2 separate regions of the Mus musculus genome follow, and region 1 is linked to region 2. Evidence: chromatin contacts called from public Hi-C data. All regions are on one chromosome and are shown on one strand. Each heading gives the region's core, a stretch centred on a gene start, on an enhancer-like site or on the middle of the called end of the contact. The rest is flanking DNA. Distances are from core to core; before and after follow the strand shown.

Region 1 (3,237 bases), core at 554-3,053, 280 kb after region 2:
CTTGATGTTCTTTCTTGCATGGCCAGGATCCTCTGCAGAAAGGCCTTGACTGTGCCTGGATTTTGAAGCATTTTCCCTACAGGCAAAATTAAATTGTCAAGTCCAGCTAGTCTATGAAACTATGGTAATCCAACAGTCTTACGGACCTTGTAGGACCGTGGCATCTGGGCTGTCTTCTATGTTCCTATCTCGGGTCACCTCTAAATTTGCTTGTTAAGTTGAAGCAAAATTGAAGTCATACTTCGTGCAACAGGATAGGAATCTATTAGCATGTTATATTTTACTAGGTCTCAGGCATGTGGAAGTGAAAGGGCAGGAGGACTAATACGAACAAAGACATCAAAGAGAAACTAAGGGCGTCTCCCAGACACACTGGTTTAAGTAGTTGGATATTTTATTTGTTTGGGTTTGGGTTTTTGTTGTTGTTTGTTCTTATTTTTGTTTTTGAGACAGGGACTCATACCTCAGACTGACCTCGAACTTGTTCTATAGTTGGATGAACTTGAACTCTTAATCTGCCTTCTTCTACCTTCTGAGTTCAGGAGACAAAGGCCACCTGGCCCTGTGATTCGTAGAGTCGTTTTGTTTCCCAGCATCTTACTCAATACAAGTAAACCCACTGGACCCGCATTATCTTCACACTCAAAGATAAACATTAGGAGATGAGGAATAAAATAATTATACAGTGAATGAGTGGGCAACAGCTTTGCACAAAGGCAATTTGTCACAGAGGTGATGCTTATGGTGATGGCAGTGGTAGCAGTGGTGATGGTGGTGGTGGTCGTTGTTGTTATTGGTGTTGGTGATGGCGGTGATGGTGGTGATGATGGTGGTGGTGATGGTGGAGGGGGTGGTGATGATGATGGTGGTGATATTGTTGTTGTTATTGGTGGTGGTGATGATGGTGGTGGTATTGTAGGATATAACATAACTCCTCACTCATCATCTGCACAAGATAAACAAGAAGTCCCGAGTAACCAACTAGCAGGACAACAGATGTCTAATGTGTGTCAGGGTATGCACCAGGTGAAATCTAACCTCTTAGCTAACCTACCTTTCCTTTGCAGACTCTGATGGATTCGGGAACTCTCCTTGTTGGTCCACAGGTTCTATCAATTGCATGTTCTTCCCTGGTATCCTGAAGAATGGAGCATGGTGGGCTTTTCTATGTTAAGCATCCAGACTCTCTTCTCACTACCCTGAAGCTGCCACAACTGCCAACTTCATCTTTTCTCCCAGTTTCTCTTCCTGCTGCGACTGCTCTTCCTCACACTATGCCCCTGTGCTCCGCTCTCTGCTGAGTGGATTTGAGGGGCACTGTGCCATTGGTGGTCTGTCCCCCATGAGTGGATTTGAGCCACAGTCTGGGCCCTGCATTGCATCAACCCAATAGTGTGACAACTATTTGACAGACACACAGACAGGGAGGGAGCTGGGGTATTACAGTGTTCAGGAGGGAAGAAGGAAGTGTGTTTTCAATAAAGTAGAATTTGCCTGGAGCCTTGCAAAAGGGTAGAGGAAGTAGATTTTGAAAGGCGGAGAAGTTTTATAAAGTAAAGCTTTGTGGGTTTGAATAGAGATGTCAGCTATGGAATTACAAAATGTGTTTGCCAGTCACACAATAGAGCTATTTAGCAGGTGATAAGGATTCCTGCCAAGGACCAGTGACATGTTTTGTCTTGCAGCTAAATATTTCTTTACATTCTATAACAGGAAGGGGAGAAGTGACATCTACAATAGCCTTTTGTGAAGCTGGAACACTTCCTCTTTCTCCCCTGTTGAAGGCGTTGAGCGAGGATTATCTTCAGCATATGCTGAGAGAACTCGTGGCTCTCTGCGCAGCTTTTCACACAGTAGGAGACACTCGTTTCAGTAGAGGAACCAGCTTAAGGAGGTTTTATCTCAGCCATTCAGGATTCTCTTGGTAGGCTAGTGCCTGGGCTCTGGAAGCCAGCAGAATCATCATTGGTCGATACAGCCTTAGTGAGAAATTAAACAAAAAGTATGTCCTTAACTTTGGAAAGCTTAGTCCCAGGTGAGCTGGTGGTAATAACTGAGAGGCAGAGCCTCCTGGAAGGCTTCAAGTGCAGGGAATAGTGTGGTCAGCATTGTTTCCTTTCTGCTCTTTCACTTTATGTCCACTAGGTGATGTTCCATCATGATGTGCCACACCACCTTATGCTCCAAACAACAAAGTCAATGGTTCAAGGACTGCAACCACCAAAACTGTGAGCCAAGACAAAACCCTTCATAAGTTGATCATCTCAGGCACTCATCCTAGTAGCAGAAAGGCAACTAACCCTAAACTCCTTCATTCAGACATAGTTTCAGCAAGACATACACATTGGCAAGTCCAGGCTGAATTTCTGAGCTGAATTTTGGCAACCTTGTGCCATCGGCTTCTCTGGGTAGTGTACAACCTTCAGCGAAAATGCAAGAAGCTCTCCAGTTCGATAGACTAGACATGGATGCGAAAATACCTTCATCCTCCTTTCTCTCCAGCCTGAGATGAGACCAGTTATAGCTTCCAAAGACAATGAGGCCATTTGCTGATGCAATGGCATCTAAGCCTGGCTTCCCTCCATCCCCCATGCCTATATTTTCCCTCTTTTTCCTTGAGATTGTATTACTTTTAGCCTTGAGTGTTTAAAAAAAGATTGGGGCCATTTATTTAATGTCAGAATCAATACTGATCCCAGGGCTATGTACAGGATGGATTCCTGGTAGCAGTGCTTGCTGATGCTTTCAAGGGCTCAGGGAGCGTTTACAAGCATGGTTCTTCCTTCAGTTATAAAGGAGATACATTCAAGATGAACTAAACAGCCTAAGAGAAGCTCAGTTCCCTATTCTGAGCTCACAAGATGAACTTGTGTTTACTAGATAAAGAATTTATAGCTGGGAGAAGTAGACTTCTACTCTTAAGAATATCTAACCAGCTTTCAACCCACTTGTAATAGCTTGTAAAAGAAATTGCTATTAAAAATGCTGCAAAATGGTAAGGTCATAAATGAATGAATTACAACATTCAATTACTGGCTTTTTCGACTAATAATATTGCCCCATATGATATAACACCAGCTATAAATAGCCATTTAAAATGCTTTCTCTTGTCACACATAGTGAAATGTGGCTTTGCAAATGGGTCACTCAATAGAATGGAGCTATGTGTAAACCATGATTTTCCCCTCACAGCTCTATTGTAGAAGTTAAAAGAAATTGTTGATCCCAGAGTGCCTC
Region 2 (3,126 bases), core at 297-2,796:
AGAAGCAGAGAATTATGATGTTGTGGTTCAGTTAGCTTCCTCCTGTTTATGCTGTCCAGGGCCCAAGCTCAGAGAACCTCCTTGGGGGTGGGTCTTCTTATGTCAATTAACCCAATCACAATACTCTCTCACAGGCATGCCCAGAGGCTAACCTAATCTAAATGACCCCACCCCACCACTATCCCACCATCCCTCATCTCATAGATGACTCCAGGTCCTGCCAGGCTGGTGATCATATTAACCATCACAGGCACATAAATGCACTAAGTGACTACAGGTACAAGGGTTTCTATGGTTACAAGATGATGCTTACTTAGTGTCGCTCACAGCAGCACACAGAGAAATCCACAGACCACTGAAACCTGCATCTGTAGGAGGCTGGCAAGATGAACTTTAAATGGACGTGTGTGCCCTCCTTCAGAAGGGTAAATGGGAGCTGGAAAGATGGCTTTTAGGTTGACAATGCCTGCTGCACTTGTAGAGAACTTAGGTTTGTTTCCCAGAACCTACATAGCTGTTGACAACTGTCTGCAACTCCATTTCCAGGGGAGAGTGTACCGTCTTCTGGTCTCCGCAGGCACTGGGTGCAGGCAGTACCCAGACAGACAGACTGACAAACCTTTGTGCATGCAGTTTTAATGTTTTCCATTTTAAAAAGAATAAATCAGCTTAATATGAATTTATAGCAAAGATGACAACAGATGATTCAAGTGTAAATAGGCAGAGTAGTGTGTAAGCTGCATCACCAGTCATCGCCGTCAGCTGTGACGTCAGCTGTGACATCAGCCGTGACATCATCTTTATGCCCCCATCAACTAGGTACAAGGAAAAAAACACTCAGTAATGAGGGCTGCTTCCATGGGACAGAGTAACATGGAAGGGAATAGAGAAAGGGGGGGAGTTTTTCACTATTAACCTTTTCCATCTTTTAATTATGTTTTTATTCTGAACATAACATTCTTAATATGGAGAATACTTTCACAAACAAGAGGATGGTGTGAAATGTGTTTTATCTTCTCCATCCCCAGGAGCCAGTAGCTGTGTCGTCCCACGTGGTGACCATCTCCAGCCTCCTCCCAGCCACTGCCTACAACTGCAGTGTCACCAGCTTCAGCCACGACACTCCCAGTGTCCCTACATTCATAGCTGTCTCCACAATGGGTAATGATACAGACTGAGGCAATCTGGTCTTTTGAAGTTTCTTCATTATTTTTTTTTTAGTATTTCCTTCTCAATACATATAACTTGCCTTTTTGATGGAGTCAGTCTTCCTTTGAAAATACCCCAAGCTACAGGTTCAGGGAGCCCTTGACTCCTATCTCAAAGTGTGCTTGGCTAGAACATGTGACTTAGAAAAAGATTCGTATTGTCTTCAAGCATTTTTTTAAAAATGATATGTAAATATAGGATAAAAGAGTATGAATTTTAGATTTGGGCTATTTAGGTTCTTCCTATGTTCATGTTAATGGGTATAATCTTCTTGCCTGCATGGATGTCTGTGCACCGTGTACATGCCTGCTGCCATCCACCAGAGGGCAGAAGAGAGTATCAGATCCCCGGAACTGGAGCGAGATGGTAGCGAGCAAGCATGTGGGTGCTGAGAAACAAACCTGTACTTGGTGCAAAAAGCAGTTAGTGTTTTTAACCGCTGAATCGTCTCTCCAGCTTTAGCTTAATGTTCTTTAGAAAATTAGAAGTAAAAATACAGAAAGCCCTAAAAGTGTACACCAGACACAAAGGGCATCCGCCAAGAGAAATCACCAAGGTGATCCTTAGACTCCTCAACAGGGGTAGACACAGTCCTGACCAATGCACTCTCATCTGTACAGGCCCTTGGCTGGCCGTGGTCCAATAGCAGTTACCATTTCTACTTAAAATCAAAGCAAGAAAGCCGCTACTTCAGCCGTGCTAAAAGGCAAATGGGTGATTACTGTGGGGTCTGGAACAGGGCTTCTTGTTCCTTTCCTGTGGTATAGCGTGTTCATTGTTTGCAGCAGGAATTCTAGACCCTTTGTGAAGACCCTGTGCAGACAGCCACTCTCAGGAATGCTGTGTCCCTTTAAATGGATTTGCCTTTGTGTCTGCAAACCAGCTGCAGGCTTATGGCTGATACACTGAGGAGTAGTGCCAGCTCTGCTTTGTTTTGCTTTTGGCCTTTCTGTTGACTTTTCCTTTGTTAGAAAAAAAGACAGAAGTACACGTGGGCAATGTTTAACACTCCTTCATCTTACAACTCAGGACCCTTTCCTCCAGGGTTTTTGTTGGAGTGTTCTTATTTGCTTGTTTGGATGGTTTGGTTTGGTTTTTGATGAAGAGTAAAGTTGAGTTATGCTCTAACTACATAGTCCTGGCTAGCCTGGATCTCGTAGGAATCCCCCTGCATCATTCCTTCTGGAACTCATAGGGATCCTTCTGCATCATTCCTTCCCAAACTCACAGGGATCCTCCTGACTCATTCCTTCTTTCAAAAGCTGGAGCTAAAGTCGTTTGCCACCATGGGTGGCTTCTGTGACACTTTTTAAAATGCACTTTAATGCCTATGAATTCTTGTCTGTACCCTGGAAAACAAGAGCAACAGGTGACTTTTTTTGGTCCAGTTTACTTACAAGTGTAAACAAATAAGCTTGGGAGGTAAATATGGCTCCCCATGGAGCTGATGGCCTGTTCTTCTTTCTTCCCAGCACTCAGCCACAAACCTGAGTAGAGGTGACATATAGCAAGTACTTAAGGCCTTAAGGATTGGCTCTGTGGGGTTTTGAGATGGGTTAACAAGTAGCTCAGGCTAACTTCAAACTCACCATATAGTCCAAACATCCCCTATGACCCTAACCCTCCTACCTCAGCCTCCCAAGTGCTGGGGTGCGGGCATGTATCTCTTGCTTTCTGACCTCTAAAGGAGGGCATGTGTCTCCCCTGTCTCTCCTTGAAGACTTTTATAAAGACATTTTACAAGCCTATTTCCCTGTTTCACACAGGGTAAGTAGACCATTCATCAGAGAAGGTACACAAGAGCAACCCCACTCTTAAGAACTCTCTGACTTATTAATAGATTTAATCTTTGCGTCTGTGCAGGCGGGACGCCTCTGAACATATGGCTGCGGCCCGTCAGAATGTCTGGTTACGCGC

The links. Hi-C and Micro-C count contacts between places; a contact is called where the count stands out from the background.
Region 1: a contact with region 2 is called in a Hi-C map of bone marrow-derived macrophages, with 19 read pairs. The contact joins two enhancer-like sites. A contact is called at or near these places in 3 of 484 Hi-C or Micro-C datasets (the HPC-7 cell line, bone marrow-derived macrophages and hematopoietic stem and progenitor cells), 3 of 115 datasets of contacts at active chromatin or transcription factors (bone marrow-derived dendritic cells, bone marrow-derived macrophages and embryonic stem cells) and 5 of 9 other capture datasets (adipose tissue, embryonic stem cells, embryonic tail and 2 more).

Annotation. Positions count from the first base shown.
Region 1 is chr6:137,695,243-137,698,479 of GRCm38.p6, forward strand. No RefSeq gene overlaps it. Among named protein-coding and RNA genes, the nearest start is that of Gm38915, 6.3 kb to the right of the region's middle. Within about 2 kb of position 1,804, at least 71 of the 459 cell types and tissues checked have an H3K27ac peak or open chromatin away from gene starts, as enhancers often do. A contact at or near this core is called in bone marrow-derived macrophages, where this site is marked.
Region 2 is chr6:137,413,190-137,416,315 of GRCm38.p6, forward strand. It overlaps Ptpro (protein tyrosine phosphatase, receptor type, O), which reads left to right. Exons shown (of 27, transcript NM_011216.3): 14 at 1,029-1,161. Among named protein-coding and RNA genes, the nearest start is that of Gm52924, 140 kb to the left of the region's middle. Within about 2 kb of position 1,547, at least 9 of the 459 cell types and tissues checked have an H3K27ac peak or open chromatin away from gene starts, as enhancers often do. A contact at or near this core is called in bone marrow-derived macrophages, where this site is marked.